3 separate regions of the Sus scrofa genome follow, and regions 1 and 2 are each linked to region 3. Evidence: chromatin contacts called from public Hi-C and HiChIP or PLAC-seq data. All regions are on one chromosome and are shown on one strand. The core of a region is the stretch at or near the end of the contact, and the rest is flanking DNA. Distances in the headings are between cores, read along the strand shown. Region 1 overlaps PTPN14 (tyrosine-protein phosphatase non-receptor type 14). Region 2 overlaps PTPN14 (tyrosine-protein phosphatase non-receptor type 14). Region 3 has its middle 44 kb from the start of CENPF.

Evidence for each region. A called contact is a pair of places that touch in the nucleus more often than the background predicts. HiChIP or PLAC-seq counts read pairs in DNA pulled down with a chosen protein or histone mark.
Region 1: an H3K27ac HiChIP or PLAC-seq map of skeletal muscle shows a contact between it and region 3. The contact joins two enhancer-like sites. A contact is called at or near these places in 2 of 47 Hi-C or Micro-C datasets (embryonic fibroblasts and skeletal muscle) and 1 of 2 datasets of contacts at active chromatin or transcription factors (skeletal muscle).
Region 2: a contact with region 3 is called in a Hi-C map of liver, with 13 times the contacts expected there. The contact joins two enhancer-like sites. A contact is called at or near these places in 3 of 47 Hi-C or Micro-C datasets (heart right ventricle, liver and skeletal muscle).

The regions. Positions count from the first base shown.
Region 1 is chr9:129,181,530-129,185,865 of Sscrofa11.1, reverse strand. The region is part of intron 4 of PTPN14 (tyrosine-protein phosphatase non-receptor type 14); the gene reads right to left. Among named protein-coding and RNA genes, the nearest start is that of PTPN14, 69 kb to the right of the region's middle. Within about 2 kb of position 2,240, at least 10 of the 83 cell types and tissues checked have an H3K27ac peak or open chromatin away from gene starts, as enhancers often do. A contact at or near this core is called in skeletal muscle, where this site is marked.
Region 2 is chr9:129,217,255-129,222,112 of Sscrofa11.1, reverse strand. PTPN14 (tyrosine-protein phosphatase non-receptor type 14) reads right to left here. Exons shown (of 21, transcript XM_003130398.6): 16 at 1-137. Among named protein-coding and RNA genes, the nearest start is that of SMYD2, 97 kb to the left of the region's middle. Within about 2 kb of position 1,427, at least 5 of the 83 cell types and tissues checked have an H3K27ac peak or open chromatin away from gene starts, as enhancers often do. A contact at or near this core is called in liver, where this site is marked.
Region 3 is chr9:129,053,641-129,058,304 of Sscrofa11.1, reverse strand. No RefSeq gene overlaps it. Among named protein-coding and RNA genes, the nearest start is that of CENPF, 44 kb to the right of the region's middle. Within about 2 kb of position 2,869, at least 58 of the 83 cell types and tissues checked have an H3K27ac peak or open chromatin away from gene starts, as enhancers often do. A contact at or near this core is called in liver and skeletal muscle, where this site is marked.

The DNA of each region.
Region 1 (4,336 bases), core at 991-3,490, 130 kb before region 3:
TATGGCTCTAAAAAGACAAAAAAAATAAAAATAAATAAATTAAGGATCTGATGTTGTCATTGCTGTGGCTCGGGTCACTGCTGTGGCTCAAGTTCGATCCCCAGCCTGGGAACTTCCATATGCCATGAGTGTGACCAAATAATAATAATAATAATAATTGCACTTCCTCTCAACATCAGTTGACTAAATCAATTAATATCTATAACTAGTGTCTTTGCTCATTTTCAGACACAAGTCCCTGGTAAGTGCTAAAAACCTTTGTGTGCACTCACTGCTCTGAGCTCAGTGGATATTGCCCTGCCCTCACCTAGTCATCATCCTTAGCCAGTTAGAGGCATCATAGATTCTAAATCCCCACAAACAGGAAGAGAGGTTACCTGTAAGAACTTGTAAGTCTTATGCTGCTAATGCAGTAGCAATTCCGCTCTTTCTGAATGTCTTCAAACAATACAGAGCAAATACCAGGGAGGCTTCCTTCTTCCCCCTGTTCACTAAGACCAAGTCCCCAAGCTCAAGGATATTTCCAAATGCCTCTTCCAAGGGGAGTTACCATCATGGAAGGGTGGTCACACACCTTCCCATGATCGGAGTGCCTGCTGTTTGCCAGCCTGTCTTCCATTCCAAGGGGGAAGAGACAGCCAGTCTGCACATGGTGCGTGTCAAGAATCTCGGATTCCACGTTTTCATTCAGCAAGCCAAGAGCTCCCACGAAAATGCTTTACATTAGCACCTTTGTTTCAGGGAGTGTGCACCCTAACAAGCAGGAGTTAACAGCCTTACTTAAACAACAGATCAAGGTCTACAAACGTGATCTAATGATGCACACTCTCAGCCTATTTCCTGGGAGAGAGCATGGTAAAAATCTGAAGGAGGAGAGAAAACACGGGCTTCAGAAGCTTTCTTCCGGTGAAGCTACAGCACCTGTTTCCTGTGGTGTCCTCTACGCGTCCTTCAAGGTTCATCCTGGGCACCCTCACCCTCACCCTCTGCCATGCTCTTTCCCTGTCCCCAGCCTGCTTCTGGGTTTTCCTTTGGCACCAGTCAGAGGTGCCCTCATTCATGTGAGGTAATGTTGCCTTCAAGAGACTTGAGGAACTACCTGGAGACTTTTGTGGAGGCTCTTTTATATTTATAACCCAGCCGATTCATGGGCAGGAGCACATCCTCTGGTGGAAACCCAGGCAAGAAAGGGGTCCTCAGTCAAAGATCTTTTAGGTGCCAAAACACCTGAAGATCTGTGAAAGCAGACAGGTCTTTGGAGAGGAACCACTTAGAATCTGAAGATCATACATTCAAAACTGGGGGAAGAAGAAGAAAAGAGGGATGAGGAAAAGTCTTAGCTCCATCCTCCTGCCAGAGGATGCCGTTGTGTCTTTCTTCAGAAAAGTTAAAGGATGTTAAATAACAAAACAACAACAAAAATCAACCAAAGAACTTAAAAACAGAATCTCAGGATGGGCAAGAAAGTTAATGTTTATTGGAGAGAGATACAATGGGATTCTCAAAACAGCAGCAAGAACAGCACACACAGAAAAACCCAAAACCCTCCAAACCAACCAGAAGACACAATTTCAAGGTAGTGAAGTGATGAAAGGTTCACTCCTCCTATTCATACAATGTTGGCAACTCTTCCGTATGCATTCATTCCTTCCCATCCCAAGGGGCTTCCAATTATTTTCTGCTCTACAAGCTCAGGAGACACATGGGTCTTAATGCATATTCATTAAACACTTCCTGAATGTCCATACTGGCTAGACACCGAGGACATCCTGCAGAAGTCCAAGATAGCCTCTGCCCCACAGGGATGCTTACCAGCTCTTGGACCACTGCTGCCATGTTCCTCACCCCAGTGCATCATCAAGGGTTCAATGTTTCAGAACCAACAAGTAAAGTATTTTAAAAGGTGTTGCCTTAGCATTATCTACCATAGCCAGAGCTTTTTTCTATGTCACCCTGGAGACAAAAATGACTTGGGACATACAAAACATAGGATCCAGCAAAGCAATAGTTGTAGTTTTCTTACCCTGCTGATGCCAACTTTCATCTGCCATTACCACTTCCATGAAATGTAAGAGCAATTCTATTACAGATCCACCCATTCTAGGCAACAAGGAATCCCAGCCCACTAGCAAGGAACACCAAGGCTATTCCTGGTCATTTAGGCTATATATGGGCTTGCACTGGGAAACGAAGCCAAGGAGCTGAAGAAGGCAGTGCTCCTTCCTGGAAGCCATCCAGACTAAGGAATCTCAACAGCGTTAGTGACATGGTGCTATTACCATCGGAGATTGTGGATGTTACTACATGAGCCCACAGACACGGCAATGAAATCTGGACCATGGTGGAAATTTTTTGCTACATTTCTGCTCAAAAGGCACTTTTTATAAAATAATAATTCTATCCTATGTGAAGACCAAATTAGAGAAGATGAGCCAAAATTCTACTTCTAGAATGTTTGGGGTTTGCTTATTTCTGATTAGAGATTCAATTCTAACAGCAGTAAAATATAACAGTGATTCCTATTTTGGAAACGTGCAATTTCATGGAAGTATACTCCGCTCCACCCTGTCATAGCTTTGGGTGGAGGGGAAAAGAAAAAAAAAAAAAAAAAAAACAATCCTCATGCCAGGAAAGTAAGTATCTGCCAACTTTCCAAAGGGATCCTCTTTGAAAACCCAAGCCCGCAAGGAAAATTTTAAAATATTTTTTTAATCTATTCAAAGACTTGGAAATAGTCCATCAGACTGCTGAGGTCCAATGAATGGTTTTAGGTGATGATTTTGCTCGCCCTCTAAAAATTGGTGCACATAATTATGCTTGTTGAATAAGGGTAGCATTTCTATTTTCAAAGCTTTTTTTTGTTTTGAATCTCCAGAGCAGATTAATTTGTGGGTTAAATGCAGGTTTCTCTGGGTGAAACAGCAAAGGCTTCCTGATACTCAGTGCTGTTAAACATCAGCCCTGGGAGTTCCTGCTGTGGTGCAACACCAGGACTCAGGTTCAATCCCTGGCCTTGCAACAGTGGGTTAAAGGATCTGGCATTGTCACAGCTGCGATGTAGGGTACAACTGTGGCTCGAATCTGATCCCTGACCCAGGAACTACACATGCCACAGGAAAGCCAAAAAGAAAAAAAAAAAAAGCAACCAAAAACCAAAAGCCATCACCCCTGAAAACTAAGCCTATGGACCCATCCCTAGAAGTCTCATCTATCTGGAATATTTCTGACTTCAAGAAAATAAATGACTTTTCTGTGTTCCTTCCTCCCCCTAAAATTTTGACAAGGAGGTTTGAAAAAAATTCCATACTGAGTTAAACCAACAAAGCATTCAGTCCTTCTGCCACGAGTATCAAAGGACTCTTTCAAAATTTCAGCCCATAGCATTATCCCCAATGCTTATAGGCGCACTTGCTAAGATCCCTCATCTCTGATTTTAATTCATATATGAGGACTTCAGGCACTTAGGCAACGACGTTTCCCTTGTAGGTCTGCTAATTCCGCTCAGATTGGGAAGTTCCATGCAGTGTTCTGGAAAGTATGGACTGCACGGCCACAGAACCACACATAGAGAGAACAGAGAGGCCGAGGACGTGCTGCTTTAAAAATATCCTGTGCCCCCCCCCCCCACCAAAACACACAAATGAAATATTCATTCCAAGGCCAGCACAGCGGAAATCCCTCAAACAGAGAATAGCCTTGAAAGTCTGAAAGCTTTAACATGTGATTTTGGTCATGCTTGTACCCAAGGACTCAACATCCTCGGCCTAAGTTGTGGGATGGTGGCGACAGGAGACTGGCAGGCCATTACCAATGCTCCAAATGCCTGTTGCCGCTCCCCCAGGACCTCGCCTCCACGTCACAGCCACCTACTGCATTCAATCTGCAGTTAGCATTGGGGTCAGTGAAATGGAGGTGGAAGTGACAGGGACAATCCCAAGAAGAAGCCTTCCGAGCCCGCGCCTGGCTCCCGACGCAGTTTCCCTCTGCCCCGAGGCCTGCAGGTCCTGCTGCCTGGTTAGCCTGCATCCAGGGGAAGGAAGGCAGGTGACATAGTGGACACGTAAGGTGGGCAAGAAACCAGCCTACGGTTTTGAAAGCCAGTGGAGAGCTGGAGGTCATATGCTGTGGTGGCAAGACTTAGCCTAAGCTATTGAATAAGGGAAGGATTTCAAAAGAGAAAAAACTCTGTCGATGATAATATAAGAAAATAGAATGTGTACATGTATGCGTAACTGGGTCACCATGCTGTACAGTAGGGGGAAAAAAATTGTATTGAGAAAAAAAATTAAAAAAAAAAAAATTCTGTTGAGGGAGGAGAATGACCTGCCCAAGGTAA
Region 2 (4,858 bases), core at 178-2,677, 170 kb before region 3:
TCCATGGGAACGCGAGCGGCATCAACGCGGCTCTCTTCCCTCCCCGAGCCCCGAGCAACTGAGAGTCCGTTCAACGCTGCCAACATCAGTGGCCTCTTCTGCGCCTCCAGGCCTGCCATCTTCTGCTTCTCTAGATTCTTGCGGCAAGAAAAGGCATGTTTTCATTGTTTGTAATAGCAGGAGAATGCTGGAATGTGTTTTAATCTCCCCAAATCTGCAACTCCCCAGCCAAGGAATGCAGACAATCACCATTAGCGGGGCACATTCAAACACAGCCTTCCCACGGCTCCTCCAGGCCTCCTGAGCTTTTATTTTAAAATGTTGGAAGGAACAAACACACAAACAAACAAGAGCAAAGACTCCCTACAAACACACCCTGCCACGGGGCTCACAGAAAAACAATGCAGAGTGAGACACTTGAGGAAGATGAAGGCTGAAGATGAGACAAGGGAAAGAGAAACGGTTTCAAACCTTATCACAGTGATGGACCTTTTATGCAGAGGAAAGGGTTAAAACCTTATAAAAACTATGTGTTGCTCTTTGAAGACGTGAGATACATACATAAGTGGAGAAAAACCTTCCCAAGTTTCCACTAGAGGGGCTAAGACTGTATTGAATCTGGTCCCCAGGAAATCCTAGCCCCAGAACGAGGGCCAATGTGGTTTAGCAAACTCGCTAATACCCAAGCCTGGGCCCACCTGAGATGACCCAGCTGGCATTACCCCTCCTGCTCCATCCAGCGGGCCCGAAGGAATGCAGAGCATGACCCCTGAGGGCCACAGTGGGCATCACCAGATGTGACTGAGCTGTGGGAGAATACGGACCCGAGGCAGAGCAGAGAGACCACACTGGGAAATGCTCAGAGGCTCACACCTGGCCCTTGCTTGTGGCGGTCTGACTCCTCTCTCTCCTCACCTGCAGACGCCCCGAAACGGGATCAGTGGGCGCCCCGGGTGTTTGGTCTCACGTCCTCTCTGCTGATGGAGGTATGAACGAATCTCCATTTACTCACTTCAGGCAAGGAGCATTCCCCCCGTCCCCAGCACATCATTTTGGCTTACAAGACAGAAGAACACAGGGACTTCATAAAGCATGCCAACAGATGGGTCCTGCAGAGTTTAAGAGTCTGATCCACACGGAAGTGAAGCCAATTTGCGGGGTCCTTTGGGTTCCACGGAGGAGGGAGTCATCCTACCCCTGGTTTCTCATCACACCTTCAGGCACCTTTTTTTTTTCTTTGTCATTTAAAAGTTTACTCCCCAGGAGTTCCTGCTGCGGCGCAGTGGGTTAAGAATCCAACTGCAGCAACCTGAGTCCTCACCGGGGACCACCTCTGGGATTTGGCTGCGTTCAGCATTTCTGGTAGAGCCGCTGTGCTGCAAATGCCCTTTGCCTTTTTCTTTGGAATTTGCTTACACTCTGTGAACACCATTCCCACATGTGGGATCCCTGGCCCGGCGCCGTGGGTTAAAGGATCCAGCAGTGCCGCAGCTGTGGCTCGCATTCAATCCCTGGCCTGGGAACTTCCAAAGACACTGCAGGTACAGCCATAAAAACAAACCAATAGAAATTAAACATTAAAATTTCCTCGCCAGAGAAGCATCTTGACAAGACCATGGTGTTGGTAGATGACAGAGTGGATGATTCTAACCGTGGGTGGAGGGGATTGTGTTATACCCCCCGCAAGCGTCCCTACTTCCCCTCAAGGCACCTACAGTCAGAATGGAGCCCTGGCCTTTGTGAGTGATCCTGTCCGTGAGATGCTTCGTCCAGTGACGGGGCTGAGCCCCATCAGATACAAGGGGCATCTCAGAGGAGGATGAACTATGAGAAAGGGGAAAAGTGCCAATATCGACAAAAAAGTATAATATTCTTAAGAACTGCCCTGGTTTCTCAATCCCAGGCAGCTGTTGAGAATCTGGGGGGTTTTGTTACTTTATTTGCTTATGAGTTTGCTTTTGTGAAGGAGAATCCCACCCCCCACCCCCGTTATCTCTTTAAGCATCTGTTTCACTCATCTCCAAAGTTTTGAGAAAACACTAACTTCGAGGGGGAGGAATGGTTCTAAGGCCCTCCTGACAGTCCTCCAGCTTCCTTCTCACCCCCACCGTAAGGTGACCCCAACTGAGCCCGAAGCAAAAGGCAGCTTGTCTTTCTCTTAGCAGTTCCTCACTTACCCTATCAGCTTATTACCAGAGATAAAAAAAAATAATAATTCATTCAAAGATGTGATCTGGCCTTTTCTCTTCCCTGTACCTGATTTTGAGTTAGGGGACTCCAGACACTGAAGTGTCTTCAAGCAGCCTTAAGAGCCAGAAGAAGGAGGTGTTAAGACAACAGGCCTGAATCGTCCATCAATTGGACAAGCAGCTCCAGAATTGCGGAGAGGTGCCTGCAGGGCAAATTCCCACCATGGCTGCCCCTCCAGTTCCACTGAGTTACACGTTCTCATTGCCTTCTTATGCTACAGAGGCCCTGACAGCCTCCTCTGGGAGGGCAGACAGCATCTGAGATGTGGGGAGGGCATGGCACCGTTTCTTTCTTTTTGCTTTTTAGGGCCGCACCTGCGGCACATGGAGGTTCCCAGGCTAGGGGTCCGTCCAATCAGAGCTACAGCTTCCGGCCTACACCACAGCCACGGTAACCCCAGATCTGAGCTGTGACTGCAAGCTACACCGCAGCTCACAGCTACTCAAGATCCCTAACCCACTGAGCGAGGCCAGGGATCAAACCCACAACCTCTTGGTTCCTAGTTGGATTTGTTTCCGCTGCGCCACAACAGGAACTCCGCAGTGAGTTTCTTGATTAAAGAAAACAAAGACCCATTCCAAGCTTCAGGGACAGTGGCACTGCCGCCATCCTGCCTGGCACACTGGAGCCACTGGCCCCCTGAAGAGCCTCTGAGACCTGCTCTGAGGTCGAGATGCCAGCCAAGGGTGGCAGTCCTTGAGCTCACAAGTGCGTAGAATTTGGGGAAAAGTCAGGGAGGTGCCATAGGGATGGGTACTGGCATTCCTGCCCTAGCGAGGGGTAATATCAACTAGTCTCTATTCCCCAAATGGATGAGATGGGAAAGCACATGCGACAAACAGTGGAAAAGGCTCCCGCTCCTTGGTGACAATGCATGAAGCTGACGTAGGGCGCCAGGGCTCTGAATTTAGTTAGCCATAGGCTTTTGTTTCATACAGGTAACCAGAGAAGAGGATGAAGACAACCAAAATGAGGCTAGGGGACCAAGTAGGTGGCAAGAAATAGGCAAGAGGCAGGGTAATTAGCAAAGCTGAATGACTAGATTGATGAGATTGACAGGTTCTCAATGCAGAGTTGTGTCAAAGGGCCTGAGGCCAAGCAGTGCTGAAAATCCCTTTTTTTGTTTTTTACCAATGATTACTTTTTCCAAACTCGGAAAGCTCTCCCCCAAGGCACCCACCCCCGCATTTTATTCCATCCCTCAACCAAACAGTTTAATTTGCCAGAGGCACAGGCACATCTTTCACAATTTCCCTCTAGGTTTGCGAAAAGTGGAAAAAGTTATGCCGGTACCAAAGTCTTAGCAACACTCTGCCAAAGGCCAACACTGTGAGGCTGCGAATGTTCTGAAGGTTTGTCTAAAGTAGGACGTTGCTATGGGTTAGATTCCTAAACCTAGGAACTTGGCTTCCTTAAAACTCTGCCTCCTTCCTCTTCTTTACAGGTTGATTTTCAGTGGAGCACTGGGGAGACTGAAAAATGAGCATCTAAAAGAACTCCATCAAAGCAAATTTTCAGTTCCCACTGCTCTGTGGTTCCTAAAATAAGCCCTGGCTATCTTATGGTACAGGTGTGGTACCTGCAGAGAGAAGTCAGTCTGGGTTTGAGTCGATTTTATAATGAGAAGATTTCTGTTTTTTTAAGAGAATGAAAATTTCCAGGGCAGGAGTTCCTGCTGTGGCACAGTGGAAACGAATCGGCTAGGAACCATGAGGTGGTGGGTTCGATCCCTGGCCTCACTCAGTGGTTTAAGGATCTGGCATTGCCAAGAGCTGTGGTGTAGGTCACAGACGTGGCTCGGATCCTGCGTTGCTGTGGCTGTGGTGTAGGCCGACAGCCATAGCTCCGATTGGACCCCTAGCCTGGGAACCTCCATATGCCACAGGTGTGGCCCTAAAAAGTGGAAAAAAAAAAAGAAAGAAAAATTTCCAGGACAAGCAACAATGGCACTGTGAAATAATTTTTAAAGTGGGAACTACGATGTAGCAATTTTCTCAGGAGTGAGAGATAAGTGACTTTGCTGTACCAGGCCTCCATCTGTTTCCTGCACACCCTTGCTCTGGCCACACACCAGCCTTCCGGATGACACACACCCTGAAGAAGGGCTACTTATGTCTAATATCAGGCATCCTCACATGTTGTGTGTGCAGGTGTGTGTGTGATTATGCACGTGTGAACTCTTGATAGAATAAGCTCAGTGGTGAATTGAAGCTCAATGCTTAAGTCTGAATTTCTTATAATCCATTGAAAGGAGATTTGAACATAAAGCCAGACACAGCATCGTCTATATCGATGAGCCACTGTGCCATCTAGATCCACACAGAAAGCTGTGCTTTGATGGGATACTGCTCTTTTAACATCACATTGGGGGCAAACATGGGTTCCCCTGACAAAACCAAAACACCCAGAGATGAAGGAAGGCAAGTCCCTAGCGGCTCATGCAATGGGAAGTCTGACCGTGAATAAGCACCCAGTGGCTTGTCCAGACACCAACTGCAACACCACCCACCTCCGAGACCCTAATTCCATCACAAAACCTGGCACCATGCACACCTAGGAGAAGCCATGCATGAGAATGGAATGTGGATTTGAAGGAACAAAAACGAAG
Region 3 (4,664 bases), core at 1,620-4,119:
TGATGTACTGGCCTGAGGTCACTGAAAGCTGGACCTCTGCCACCTCAGCAGGACTCCACCTCTACAAATGATGCTGCACCACCACTTCAGCCCAGCAGAAGAGGCAGCCTCGCAAACCTCGTACAAGAGGCTCCTGCGCTGTAAGGAACTGTTCCAGGCAGAATCTGCTGAAGCCTGGACCAAGAGGCTACCCCAAGTGACCAGAAGGCAGCCAGCTTTTCCTAAAGTTTCGGGGGAATGAAAAGCCGTCCTTCCAACTGCGCCGAAGCAGTCATGACTTTGAAAGGTGGAGAACACTCCAACAAGCACAGTGACACCGAGGAACCCACTCTGTACATCAGGGCTATCCGTTCAGATCAGGCAAAGAGCATGAGGCTGTTCGTTGAGGCTTCTGTTTCTAAGGCACGAGCTATTAACTTCAATACGAGGTTCTGTAATGCTGCAGTATTAGCACCTATCACTGTCAGGTGGCTTTTTAAAGAGCGTCAATACCATTCTAATGAAACCAGGCATGGGCCAATTAGGGCCAATCAAAATTAAGATTGTCGCACAACCCCTGCTTATTCTAGAAGCAGCATCGGCATGGAAGTGTGTCCAAAAAGAGAGACGTGTGCTCCTCGGAAGCTACGTGGTTCCCATAATTGCTTCCGGTTTAATTCCATATACATAACATGGAGTTCCCACAATGGTGCAGTGGGTTAAGGATCTGACATTGCCGCAGCTGCCATATAGGTCACAGCTGCAGCTCAGCTTCGAACCCTGGCCTAGGAACTTCCATATGCCGCAGGTGCGGCTAAAGAAGAAACAATGATAATAAAATACATTTTAAAAAATAAAAAAATTCTAGCCCCATTACATTGAACCAACCCGGCCATACATCCCCTTCCAGGGCCCAGATACCTACTACTAGGCACAACCGCTTTGCACTCATCTTCTGGAGGACTCTCACTTCGCACAAGCTGCTTCCTCAACCTGGAAAGCACTCCAGGTGAGCATCACCCCAACCCTCTAAGTTCAGCACACCCTTGCCCCTCCCCTCCAGGACTCAGCCTTCTCAGGCTCTCTCACTACATGGTACTTCCAGATCAGCCTGTGGGCTCCCTCCAGGAGGCTGCAGTTAGATCTAGTTTTAGCAACTTTTTCTCCCCATAGCCCCTCTTCCCAGCCCGGTGTTTGTTGAATGAATAGGTGAACCAACTCATTTTAAGAAATTAACACATTGGCGGAAACCCTGTAACCTCCCAGCAGCCTGCAGTCCAGAGATTCTTCACTTTCATAAAGAGCCTGCAACAGCCAGTCCCTGGACAGACTGAAGCCAAAACCCCACAATTTCCTTAAATTGCGGGGGGATGGGGAGGTGCGAGGAACTGGAGGACGTGGAAGGAAAAGGGAGGCAGGGCCAGCACTACCTCACTGCTCCCTCAAAAAAGGTGGAACACCCTTATGCACATTCACACTCCAGATTTAGGGGTCAGGCCAGGAGAAAGGGGAGACAGTCTATTAACAACGCGCTCGGAACCGGTTAATACTCAGAACTTCCATAGTTTGGGATGGAGACCTGTTCTGAAATGATGTGGCCACAGGTTCTGCCTTTAAGTCGGTCCGACCACCCAAGCAGGGGCCAAGAAGCCCAGGAGTTCGGTGGCAAGGCTGGGGCCTAGTGAGAAGGCACGGAAACACCTCTCCCTCTTCTGCCGTCCCCCTGGGGTGCAGAGAAGGGTCGCGGAGGGAGTTTCTCTCCCGCTCGAGAGACAGCACTGTCTTTGGCTTTCAGCCTGCGGCCCCCACCGTCTGGGTATCTCCAGCTGCCCTCACCAGGCCCTCTCTGGTTCCCAAGAGCAAAAAGGAGCGGGGAGGAGGGGGCGAGAGTGTGGGTTTAACCACAAACGCTCCAGACGGCGTTCGTCTCTCACCTTAACTCCCCAGACAAGCTGTGCGCCCCAGCGGGAGGCTCCCACTGCGACTTAAACTCTGCGGCGGCCCTGCCACCTCGTGCCCCGGTTGCCCTGCCAAGCGTCCCGGGCGGCCGATCCCAAGTCGGCGTTGCCAGCGTTTGCCCAAGTCATCGGCAAGGCGCCCGGACGTCCAGGCAGCCCCCGACCTCGGGCCGGACTCCCTGCGCCAGACGCGGCTTACCTGCTTACATGGCCCCGTCGGTGCCCCGGAGACCCGCGCGGAAAAGCTGTCCTCCGCGGCGGCCGGCGGCGGCGGAGCCCCAATTCCCCCAAGAAATTGATTCCAGTGGCTGGCGGAGAAGGGGCGGAGGGAAGAAGCCGGAGGAGGCGAAAGGGGAGGGAGGTTTCCGCCGCGATCCCGGCGCGAGAGTTGGCGCAGGGGCACCGGGAGAAGGGGGAAAGCAGAACCAGCCCGGATCGCGGCTGTCCCGCGGGAGGGGGGCCGGGACGAGGAGGCCGGGGAGGATGGGCGGGTGGCAGGCGAAGATCGCCAAGGGGCCACTTCGTGGCGTCCGTTCCCCGAGGACCAGCGCCGGGAGGGCAGGCAGCGGAGCGAGGAGGAGCACAGCAACCTGCCTTCGCAGTGTGCCCGCCGCGCCCGCCCAGGGGAGAAAAAGTTGGGACGAACTTTCAGGGGCCGGGAGAGCCAGAGCGGCAGGAAATGCGAGCGGCCGGGAGAGGAGGGAGGAAGGGGCCGTGCGAGTGGGAGGGGACGGAGCAGGCGCCGGCGGCCGCGGCTCCCCCACCCCCAGGTCCGGCTCCGCGGCTCCCGGGCGGCGCGGGGGGGTGCAGGGCGCGCGCCGGGGGCGGGGAGGAATGCGGCCCGGCGGGCGCGCGCGGGGGCGCCCGGGGCGGGCGGGGGGGGAGGTAGGCGCGGAGCCGGGAGCCCCAGCTCCCCAGCCGCGGGCGAGCGTCCTTGGGGACGTCACAGCGCTGGAATCCGAGGAATGCCGGGCTGCTGGAGCTCCTTCTGCAGGCCCCGGGGAAGTCGCGCACTTTGAATGTGGTGGCTTTGGAGAAGGTTTTCAAAGGTGACGGCTGAACCGGGAGGACGGGATGCAACCCCCCGGGGTACGAGAGTGGGCGTGGGGAAGCCAGAGCCACCGCCGCGACCCCACCCAGCGCCTCTGAGCGCGGGGCCGAAAGCGGGAAGCAGGAAAAATCCCACCGAGATCTCCGCAGCCCTCCGAGGCGGGGCAGCGGCAGGAACTTGCCCTCTCAGCCCTGGAGCTAAGAAAGGCAGTCCTTCTTACTAGGGGAAACCCTCCGAGCAGGACGTCCCCGTGCAGCCACGTCGCAGGGAAAGACCAGGAGAAACGAGAGTGGCTTCACCGAGCGAGCAGTCTGTCCAGCCCACCCGGAATCTCTGGGTACGGGCCTGGGGTTTTAGCAACCCCCGACCCCCTCCAGGGATAGCAAAAGCCGTTACAGCACGCAGGGAGTTAGACTCTGTCGCTTCCCCGGTTCTCTCCTGCCACAGAAGCGCCCCACCCAGCCTGGGTGGGCACAGGGGGGGAACTTCCTTAGCATTTTCCGAGGTGGAGTTAATGAGAGGCAGCTGGTAAGATGGACCAGGCACGGAGCCAGGCGAGGGAACCCGGGTTTGGGGACCTGCTCTGCCAGGGACCGGCCGGGGTGTGTCCCAGTCCCTGAAAGCCTTGACCTCTGTGGCTGCACAAGCAAAGGATTTGCCCTTTTTTTTTTCCTATGGTCCTTTGCATTGCAAAAGTCTGCTACCTTACTCAGCCCCAGTCCTTTCAACGTTTCTTATGTTGAATAGGGCTCTTGAAGTCATTGCCACTGATGATGTTGTCCCAAATTCCTTCATGTCCCACAACGCTGGGTCTCTTGCGGAAGAGAACTGGAAACCCCAAAGCAGAGCCTCTTAGATCCATCAGGTACAAATCTGTGGTCACCACACTGACATCTTTGAGCAATTGCCCATCTCCATATCTACGAAGAAGCAAAGACCATAAAGGGCTGGAAGGAAGAGGCTGAAGGGAATTAAAATCATTTTCTCCGGGATTTCTCTTATGACGCAGCAAGTTAAGGATCTGGTGGTGTCACTGCAGGGGCCTGGGTTGCTGCTGTGGTGCAGGTTCAATCTCGACCCTGGGCGCGGCCCAAAAAATGGAAAAAAATATATCCGTTTCAACAACTTTCAAGGAAATAGCTGAATAGCTTCAAAATGGACTTCCTGGATGTCCACAGAAAATGAGGGAGTGCCTTACCGTGTACCAGGAAGTATGGAAAGCACTTTAGATGCTCTTGCATTTTTTTCCCCATTTTCTGGATGAGGAAAATGAGGTGTAAAGAAATTATCACCAAAGGTCACACAGCAAGAAAAATATGCTAGTGGACCCTACTCTGTCTGCCTCCCAAATGCAAGCTTATAACCCTTCCAAATGTAACCAAAACAGGATTACGATTAAAGATAAGGAAGTACCTGCAGGCTGTCAAAGCGGGAGAGGTGACAGATCTTTTGGGGTCTTCGAGGAAAGGAAGTGACATTTGTGTCTTGTCGCTCCAAAGTCACTGTGACACCATCCTCTGGAGCTCAGGAAGCTGAGACAGTCTTGGTGTGGAAGAGAAAGAACTTGAATGCAGACATCGGGTCTGGTTCTGCCTTTGACCAGCCCTGTGACCCTGAGCAGACCCCTTTAGTTTTTAAGTGGAGAGCGACACGGAGGTCCGTGGTTGGTTGAATGA